2 separate regions of the Mus musculus genome follow, and region 1 is linked to region 2. Evidence: chromatin contacts called from public HiCAR-type data. All regions are on one chromosome and are shown on one strand. Each heading gives the region's core, a stretch centred on a gene start, on an enhancer-like site or on the middle of the called end of the contact. The rest is flanking DNA. Distances are from core to core; before and after follow the strand shown.

What was found. HiCAR-type assays count read pairs that join an accessible place to other places.
Region 1: a contact with region 2 is called in a HiCAR-type map of astrocytes, with 2.7 times the contacts expected there. The contact joins the promoter of Ip6k1 here to the promoter of Dhx30 in region 2. A contact is called at or near these places in 3 of 39 promoter capture datasets (liver and maxillary cranial neural crest) and 1 of 115 datasets of contacts at active chromatin or transcription factors (astrocytes).

The regions. Positions count from the first base shown.
Region 1 is chr9:108,000,246-108,004,897 of GRCm38.p6, reverse strand. Ip6k1 (inositol hexaphosphate kinase 1) reads right to left here and starts at 2,250. Exons shown (of 6, transcript NM_013785.2): 1 at 2,076-2,250. It overlaps 4930535L15Rik (RIKEN cDNA 4930535L15 gene), which reads left to right and starts at 2,479. Exons shown (of 4, transcript NR_166685.1): 1 at 2,479-2,622.
Region 2 is chr9:110,116,207-110,121,077 of GRCm38.p6, reverse strand. Dhx30 (DEAH (Asp-Glu-Ala-His) box polypeptide 30) reads left to right here and starts at 3,462. Exons shown (of 23, transcript NM_001252682.1): 1 at 3,462-3,720. It also overlaps Gm10615.

The sequences.
Region 1 (4,652 bases), core at 1,001-3,500, 2.1 Mb after region 2:
GGTCTACAGAGTGAGTTCCAGGTCAGTCAGAGATATGGAAAGACACTGTCTGAAAAACAGAGAAAGAAGGGGCCAGGAGTGGGGAGGCTGACAGAGGAAAGGGAAAGGGAGGAGGGAGGGAGGGAGGGAGGGGGAGCTGGGCCAGGCAGCCTGCTAAGTGTACACCTAAAGTAAGGATGACAGTGACTCTTGAGTTTCCAGAACAGCCTATGATACACAAGGAGAACCATCCAAAATAACCTAGAGTGCTGAATAAGTGCTCAAGTTTACAAATGAATTATGCAAAGACAGAGACAGGACCCACTACTATAGTAATGGTCTTCAAGATGCAGTACTTAAAATACCCATCACAGAAATGATGCTATTGTCTTTGGATAACCGTTGAATCTAGCATGATGCTGTATTCATATTCATGAGCTAATAAAAGCATTATAAGAGTGAAAAGTTCTCCTGTATTTTTATTTTCTTGGGACAGCAGTCCTAAGATAGGCTTAGACCAAGGAGAAACTTTAATGGGCACTTGAACTCCCTAAGACTGTACACATTAGTCAATGCTGCCAACTTGATTAATAGTCTCCTTCTATATCACTAAGAAATCCAATACCCAAAATGAAGTAAGAGGATTAGAGTTTGCTATTTTAGCAGAAAAGAGCAAAAATGTAAGTAACCCTGTGGATCATTTAATCCCCCCAGCCCCCCCAAAGAAGCATTAGGAGCTGGTCGTGGGGCAATTCAGACTTTAGCATCTCTCTCCCTTAATAACTATCCAAGAAACTTATTTCACCAAGGCTAAAATTTTATTAGTCATTCAAAAGATGAAAGGGCAATGAAATGCATAAATACTACTCAAGTCCCCTCTCCTCACAACTTGCTGCCTCGGCCGGCTGCATTCAGCCCAGTCTCCCAAAGGTATCATCTCCAGCCCAGGGTGCTGGTTTCTCCCAAAATTAAACGTTCAGAGGAGGCATGATCCTAACAGACATTACGAGCACACCTCCTGCTTGGCCTCCTTAATCGTCTTTTGTGGGTTTCATATGACGACAACATACAAGACACCTGTGTGGCGAACCTAAGGGACCCTGGGTAAAAATGTGATTTACAGCAGCCAGGACCCTTTCTAGAGCTGCATACTCTTTTGGGGATTGCCAGCCCCGCCTCCATCTTGACTCTAAGCTTGACTCGCTGTTTTCATCAAGCATCAACAGCTTTCAGCTCTGCTTTTGTCTGCAGACAGGGTCTTGCTAGGTAGCTCTGCCTGGCCCGCCCGCAACCCATGGCAATCCTCCTCCTTCAGCCTAGTGCATGAGCTCCCATACCCTAGTTCAGTTTTTGTTTTTAATAGTCCCAACACTCCTACGTCTCCTAACGGACTGTCTCTTTAAGAGACAAAATTAATCAAATCATCATCATCCTTATCCTCCTAAACCACATACTCCAAGTCGAGCACCAAACAACTTATACCCCAAATAAAACTCTGCCACTGTGGACATTTAGCTAGGTTCTTCAAGAAGCAGTAAACAGTGAGCCCTGAAGAGCACGGAAGACGCCGAGGGATCTCGGTGATGCCAGGCAGAGGATCATAGCCCTACCAAAAGCACAGGGCCCCGATACCACCCTCCTTGGCTCAGAAGGCATTTTAGGCCTGTTTCGTCTCATCTTAGTCTCAAGCGGCCTGAAAATTTACTCGCAGGAGTATGAAATCTTAAGAGCGACGTAACGTTTATCGCTGATTTGGAGGAACGTTACGGCCGGGAGAACGAGCTGGCAGCAACCACGTCTCAGCACGCCGGCTCTCAGGCACCCAGGGATTCGGTCTGAAAGGCAGGTTTCCCGGTACCCCGCCGGCCGGTCCCAGGGCTCAGGGCTCTCCGACCTCCACCCGGGCTGCCCACCCAGCCTCCGTGTCAACATCTGGGAGGCTCGGCGGAAGGCCAACCAGGATGCTGGAATGATGTTCCAGTGATGCTCGCCCCAAGTCCCGACCCTACCTACGCGCGCCAGCAACAACCCCGCGCCCGCCGCCACCCTCGCCGTGGGTGTCGGGCGGGTCTTTTGGCCCGACTCCTGTCACTCACCGGCCCGACTCGGGCAGCGGGCGCCCAAGGCTCCCCACGGGAGCTGGGCCCCCCGGGCCTCCAGGTCTCGGCCCGCCCCCCTGGCAGGCGGCGCTGGTGGCTGAGCCCCGCAGCAGCGGCCCCTCACCGGCCGCTCGGTCCAGCTCCTGGCGCTGCCCACTGGGTACGGATCAACAACAAGATGGCGGCCAGCCGAGGGGGCGGGGGCCGGGCGTCATAGTAACCAAGGACAGCAAAGAACCCGCCCCTAACTGAGGTTATCTCCAATCAATAGCCTCTTCTTGGGACGCCTGAAGGAGTTCTTCGCGTTGATTCGTCAACTGTTCCGTCAGTCAGGGCGTGCCTCTCGTGCAGAATGCCTGGGGCACGTGACTGTGACGGCAGGAATTGACGCATGCGCGCCATTCTCAGGTTTGCTAGCAGTGGAGCTTTTAGCAGCGATGGGGGTGATGCTGGAGAGCCCTTCGTTTTCTCACCTGCGCAATCGTTTCGGTTTTGAGCTGGCAGCGTTTATCATCCTCTCGCACACACTTAGGGAATGTCATAGGTACGGTATTTGCTTTGTCCCCTGCCTCTGTGCTTGGGATCGTCCCTAGTTAACTGGTGAGGAAACTGAGGCGCAGAAAAGAGCCTGAGCCAAGGTCACACAGTCTTAGGAAGTGGTGGCGATGGGTCCTTCTACTCTTCTAGCTCCGGAGTTAGTGTTTTCTAAGCGTCTCCCAGCGTTGTCTCTCACCAGTCCCGAGGCACAGCCGTCTGTGCTACCTCTTCGATTTCGGCTTCCCCTTTCCCCGGCTTATTTTGCATAAGAATTCAATCTGCAACCAGCTCAAGTCTCAGCACATAGTGATCGCTCTTATTTGCCTCAGAGCACCGTTAAGTTCCTGTGACACAGTGTCTTTTTGCCCTTGGCTATCATGATCTATCTCCAAGGCAAACTATGAGTCCGAAAATGACCATCCCTTGTTCTCCATAAGTAGACACCTAACCCGGGGCTTTTGGCTTCAAGGTTAGGATACATCACAGCACCTGGTCCCACACCAAAACGCCCTAACTCTGAGAACTTTGAGCTTTAGCTTCTCTTTAGTTGCTCTGTCTATAAAATGAAGATGAACAAGAAACAGACTTAATAAGCTCTTAGAGTAAGCCAAGTACTCAGGAAAAAACACTTATAGCCGCTCAGGCTGCTGAAACTGAAGTCTCTAACACTCTTCTTTTGATAGACACCCCATTAAGAGAGATGGTTCAGTGGTTAAGAGTACTTGCTGTTCTCACAGAGAACCTGGGTTCTGTTCCTAGCACCCACATCACCCAGCTCAAAGCTTTATGGGGGGTCTAACACCCTCTTCATGGGCACCAGCACACATGTGGCATATATTCATACAGACACACATACATATAAAACTAATTTTTAGAGTTTTTCTTAGGCAGAGCATGGCAGTATACACCTTCAATCTCTTGAGGGGCAGAAGCAAGCCAATCTCTTGACTTTGAGGATAGCCTGGTCTACATAGTGTGTTCTAGGCCAGCCAGGGCTACATCATGAGACCCTGACTCTAAAATAATAAAGCCCAGGTCATTTTTCCCCTCACAGAGGGCATTCATATTCTTCCTGGACTTAGGGTGCCATAACTGCTCCAAAATGGAGATTATCCAATTTTCTGATAGGGTTTAGGCCCACAGAGCTGACAGGAGAGGAACGACTGAGATAACTTGAAAATAGCTGGGCCATGGTGGCTCACGCCTTTAGGCACAGCACTTGGGAGGCAGAGGCAGGTAGATCTCTGAGTTTGAGGCCAGCCTGGTCTACAGAGCAGGTTCTAGGACAGTCAGGGCTACACAGAGAAATCCTGCCTTGCAAAACGAGAGAGAGAGAGAGAGAGAGAGAGAGAGAGAGAGAGAGAGAACTTGAAGCTAATACGGTTAAGCATACCCTCTATTCAGACAATAGGATCTCTTGGAGATAAACATGACGCCAGGTTGAGCATGGTGTCAGCACTGCACACAGTAAAATCTGTTCTCCAGGCTGTCACAAAACCCCTGGCTATGTGCAACAACTTAGATTCACACAGGAAGAGCTAAGCAATAGAGACTCAGAGGAAACAGATACAAAGCCAGGGGCTCAGCATCAGAAAGAGGCTTTCAGTAATCCAGGAACCAGGAACAGCTAAGCACAGATTCTCTGCTCCTTCCCAACAAAACCTCTCCACACAGTTGGCAGGCTGTCAATGAGGGCTGCTGGGACCCTCAAAACCCAGCAATGTTGAGCGGCCGAGAGAGCCCCAAAATCTGCAGTATATTTTAAGAAAAGTAAAAGCTAGGCAAGATGACCCTCACCTGTCATCCCAGTGCTGGAGAGGGGAGGACAGGCAGATCCTGGGCTTCACCATCATCCAGCCTAGGCCACTCTGTGTAGCCTACACTATCTCAACGTAGGGAGGGGACATGATATCTGAGTTTGTACTCTGTGTGTACACAAATGTACCAGTGTCAAACCAGCCATGTGACTATAATCCCAGCACTCAGGAGACCAAGGCAAACATGCAAGCTCCAAAACAGCCCAAACTACAAAAGTAA
Region 2 (4,871 bases), core at 2,213-4,712:
TGGGGTAATCTCTAGTCTGAAAAGAAGGGAGGGTGGTGGAGGAAAGAGGCAGCTGAGAGGATGCCAATACAGCTCTATCGCCCAACCAATCTAAAGGGTGAGACTGGAGCTAACCAGCCTACATTTAAGAGTCTGCTAGGCGGACGGTGGTGGTGCACGCCTTTAATCCCAGCACTCGGGAGGCAGAGGCAGGAGGATTTCTGAGTTTGAGGCCAGCCTGGACTACACCGTGAGTTCCAGGACAGCCAGGGCTATACAGAGAAACCCTGTCTTGAAAAGCAAAACAAAACAAAACAACAACAAAAAAGAGAGTCTGCTAGTGTAGTTCAGTAATAAAGTGTATGCTGAAGACTACCACAAAGAAATAAAACCCAGACTGAGCTCTTTTTTTTTTTAAAGATTTATTTATTTATTATGTCTAAGTACCCTGCAGCTGTCTTCAGACACACCAGAGAGGCCGTCAGATCACATTACAGATGGTTGTGAGCCACCATGTGGTCCCTGGGATTTGAACTCAGGACCTTTGGAAGAGCAGTCAGTGCTCTTAACCACTGAGCCATCTCTTTAGCCCCAGGGAGATCACTTAACATGACATTCCTTTTTTTTTTTTAAAGTGTGTGTGTGTATGACATTCCTTTTTTTTTTAAGTGTGTGTGTGTATATATATATATACACACACACTTTATATACTATACTTTATATACTATATACTTTTATACTAACTCTTTTTTTTTTCATTTCTCCAGCCCCCTTTTTCTAACCCCCCCCTTTTTTTTGAGACAGGGTTTCTCTGTGTAGCCCTGGCTGTCCTGGAACTCACTCTGTGGACCAGGCTGGCCTCGAACTTAGAAACTCGCCTGCCTTTGCCTCCTGAGTGCTGGGATTAAAGGCGTGCACCACCACGCCTGGTCTGGCCCCTTTTTCTAATTCTTAAATATCATAGTTATTGCTGGTAGTAGTGGCACAGGGCTTTCATCCTAGCACTATGGAGGCACTGGTAGGCATATCTCTGAGTTCAAGGCCAGCCTAGTGTAGAAAGGGAGTTTCAGGCCAGCAAAGGCTGTTATACAGAGAAGCCCTGATGTGTGAGTGGGTGGGGCCCCCACAGCACAACATCATGTATATGGAGATCAAAGGACAATTTTCCCAATTTGGTTTTTTAAAAAAAAAACATTTATTTATTTGTATTTATATGAGTACACTGTAGCTTTCTTCAGACATATCAGGAAAGGGCATAAGATCCCATTAGAGCTGATAGTGAGTCACTATGTGGTTGCTGGAAATTGAACTCAGGACCTCTGGAAGAGCCGTATGGTGCTCTTATCCACTGAACCATCTCTCCAGCCCCCCCACCCCAATTTGGTTCTTTCCTTCTACTATGTGGGCTCTGGTGATTGCCTTGCTGGTCCACTTTAATATATTTATATATTTTTCTGTGTATAAATATTTGTCTGACTATGTCTATGTCTAGGCAGTACTGATAGAGGAACAATTAGTTTCCTTGGAACTGGAGCTGCAGAGGGCTGTTAGCTTCAATGTGGATGCTAGGAATTGAACTTGGGTCTTCTAGAAGAGCAAGTGCTCTTAAGTGCTGAACCATCTCTCCAGCACCCACTTTCTACTTCATTGTGGGGACAGTCTTTCAATGGAGCCCAGGCTGGCTTCAGACTTGTAGCAAATGGGGGTTAATCCACACAGTACTACACTCAGAAACTTTGATCTATTTTCTGTAAAAGCCTACACATTTATTTAATCTGTTGGCCATAGTGAGCCATTGTAGTCTCAGGACATACTTCTCGACCAACACTCTTAGCACTCAGCAGTGGGCAAGCCTTCTCTTGTGTCCCTAGCACGTCACACCTTTCTAGTATTTATCTCTTTCCTTTGGCTCCCCCTTTTCCTCTTTTCTACTAGGATACTAGGCTTCCTGAGGCTAGGGTCATATTGTCTACATACCTGCCTATAAATAGCAGTCTCTCAAATTACCAGCACAAGGATTTGTTTGCCTGTTCGAGATCCAGTCTTGGATAACTCAAACTGGTCTATATGAAGCTTGCCTTGAAGATCCTGTTTCTATAGGGATTCCAAGTATGTACCAAACATGTTGGGCACTGCAGGGATTTCTATGTTTTGTTTTCAAGAAGCAATTCTTTGTTTCACCTCCTTCATTTCTCCTAGCCTTCTGTGCAATCTAGCAGGAAAATAGCAACTAGTATACTTTCCTTCCTTCCTTTTCTTTCCGTCTTCATTTGAAACAGGGTCTATGTTGCGCTGACTGGCCTGGAACTCTTCAGATCAGAGATCTGCATGTCTCTGTCTCCAGAATGCTAGGTTTAGAAGCATTTCTTGCTATGCAATCCTGGTTGGCTTCTAATTCCCAGTTGTCTTGCTCCAGCTTCGGACCAGCTGAAGTCACCTGTGCTGTGGCACACAGCTAACAATACATTTAAATGGCTGCACAAAAAATAGCATAGGAAAACGGACTGGAGATATGGTTCAGTGGTTATGAACACTTGCCTGATTAGTAGTTTTGTTGTTGTGTGTGTTTTGGTTGATTTGACACAAGCTATAGTCATTTGGGTAGAGAGAACCACAATTGAGAAACTGCCCCCACCAATCTGGCTTTTAGGCAGGGTGGAGGTTTTGGGAGGGTGCCTCCCCTGGGGAGATAGTAAATTCTGGGGCTGTTGTATCAGCCATGAGGCAGTAAGCAAGGGTTCCTCCATGTCTTTTGTTTCCATTCCTGATATGACATTACTCAGTGGCAGGTTGTCACCTATAAGGTGAGAAGTGGTATTTTTACCTCAGCAATAAAAAACCTAAGATAACAGCTGGCCGACAACAGCCTGTAACTCCAGCTTCCAAGGATCTGATGCCATGTCACTTGGTACCACACACATGCACATAGAATTTTCTTCGTCTGTTTTAAATTACGAGCTATTGTATTAGTTCTCCAAATATCACGAAAGGGCACATCCTCAAATATTGTCTTCCCAGCTGTGAACTACTGCCCAACGCCACTGAGTTTCCTTTATCGACGGCGGATTTCATTGAACCCATGCTTCACTCTGTTCAGAGGACAAACAGGCAAACCCCCTCCCCTCGCTCCTGAGTGTCGATGTGGCCTAGACTCGCAGTCGTCCCTCACCACAACCCCCCGAAGCCAGCAGCAAGCGCTACCCTGTCCTTTGCCTGGTTTATGTCTCTGTGAGGCAAAATCGCTCACCTCCCTAAAAGTGCAGAAGACCAAGGGGAGACGCAGGAGAGAAAAGGCGCGACGGACACAGAGCTGCGGCTGGGGATGGAGAGATGAGCCTGAGATGGTCACCCGTCCCCAGCTCCCGCCGGCTCTCGCCGGCTCCCACGGCACAGGCCACGCGCGTCCCCGGCCGCTCCGCCGGAAGTCCCGCCTGTGTCTGGGGCTACAGCCGCGCTCCCTCCAGCCAGTGCCCGGGTGCAGGCGCAGACTGACTGTCTCGCGCTGTGGGCTGAGGAACACTAGAGACAACCTAGGCAGCCGAACCCATCGCGAGCCCCAAGGCAGCGGCAGCCCGCACAGAGAGCCAGGCCGAACAGAGCCGGGGCCGCAGGTGGGACTTCCGCCTCGGGACCCGGAAGAGACCGCGCCGTCGCTGGTGGGAGTTGTAGTCCGGCCGTAGTTGGGGGGGCCCGCGGCTCATGCGCCGTGCACCGAGGCTTGTTTCACATCTGTAACAACAGGTGAATTGGGCTTTTTATTCTACCCTTTCGCGCCCCTTGAAGCAGCCTGACACGGTCGGGGGTGGTCGGCGCGAGGAGGGGTCCCGAGTCCGGCTAGCGGCCTGGCAGAGAGTGGGAAGGAGGAGCTGGCGAGCCCGAGGAGCAGGCCGGGCATCCTAGGCCTGCCCGGGAAGCCGGCCGGGCCGAGCCGTGGGCAGCCAGGCCTCGGCCTGCCGTTGCCATGGAGCCGGGGCGGGGCGGGGGCCAGACCGGTCCGCCGGGGCGGGCCTCACTGCCAGGGGCTCAGCGGAGGCCGAGAGAGGCGGCTTCATTGGCTCGACGACGCCTTCGCCTCAGGGGATGCTCGGTTTTCCCCAGGCTGGGCCCGGAGGAAGTCTCCGGAGTGCCCGAGACCTTTGTCTGCCCCTCCTCCCACTGTGCGGGTCAGGACCGTTCCTCTAAAGGGAGGCCTTGGTGCATTTTTGACTCTTCTGGTTTGCCTCCTTTTGCACCGACCTTGTCAGTGGGGGAGGCTAAGGGGTGAGGTGTTCTTTGTTTGCTGGTAGTGACTTGTCCCATTTTGCAGGGGAAGACCTAATGCATGGTGGGTCCTTTGTTTGCAGTGAAGTGGAGTTCCCAGGGGTCTTCAGAATCCTCAAGCCAAGAGTACAGCGTCTATGTGCTTTCTAGATAGTCCTTGTGTAAGCAATATTGGTCTTTTAATTGCGGCTTTCCAATGCAGAGACTGTTCACCTTACAACCCCCAGTTCATGGGTGTTCGCCATGCATGGTAGCAAATAAACTGCTGCCGTCCAGCTGCAAGGTCTCAACTTGTTTTTGGATGCAACCTACTGGCCAGAGTAAAATTACACCTTTTCTAATGATTTTCCTTGCAACGGTTTCTTGGAATGCAGTGACCCCAGCGCCATGTGCCATGCACCTCTTGACTACATCTTATAATTTATACTTAAATCTCAGAGTCTGACATTTCCAGGCAGGAGAACTCTTTCCTGATTTTATTATATATTATTATTTAGATTTATGATAATGCTTTTTACTTCTACATTTATATATTCTTTGACAAAGTTTCTATGTAGGTGTACCCCACCTGACACCCAAAGATCAAACTTTTCAATATTTTAATTTATGAAGCTATAGTCCAAAAAGTTTTA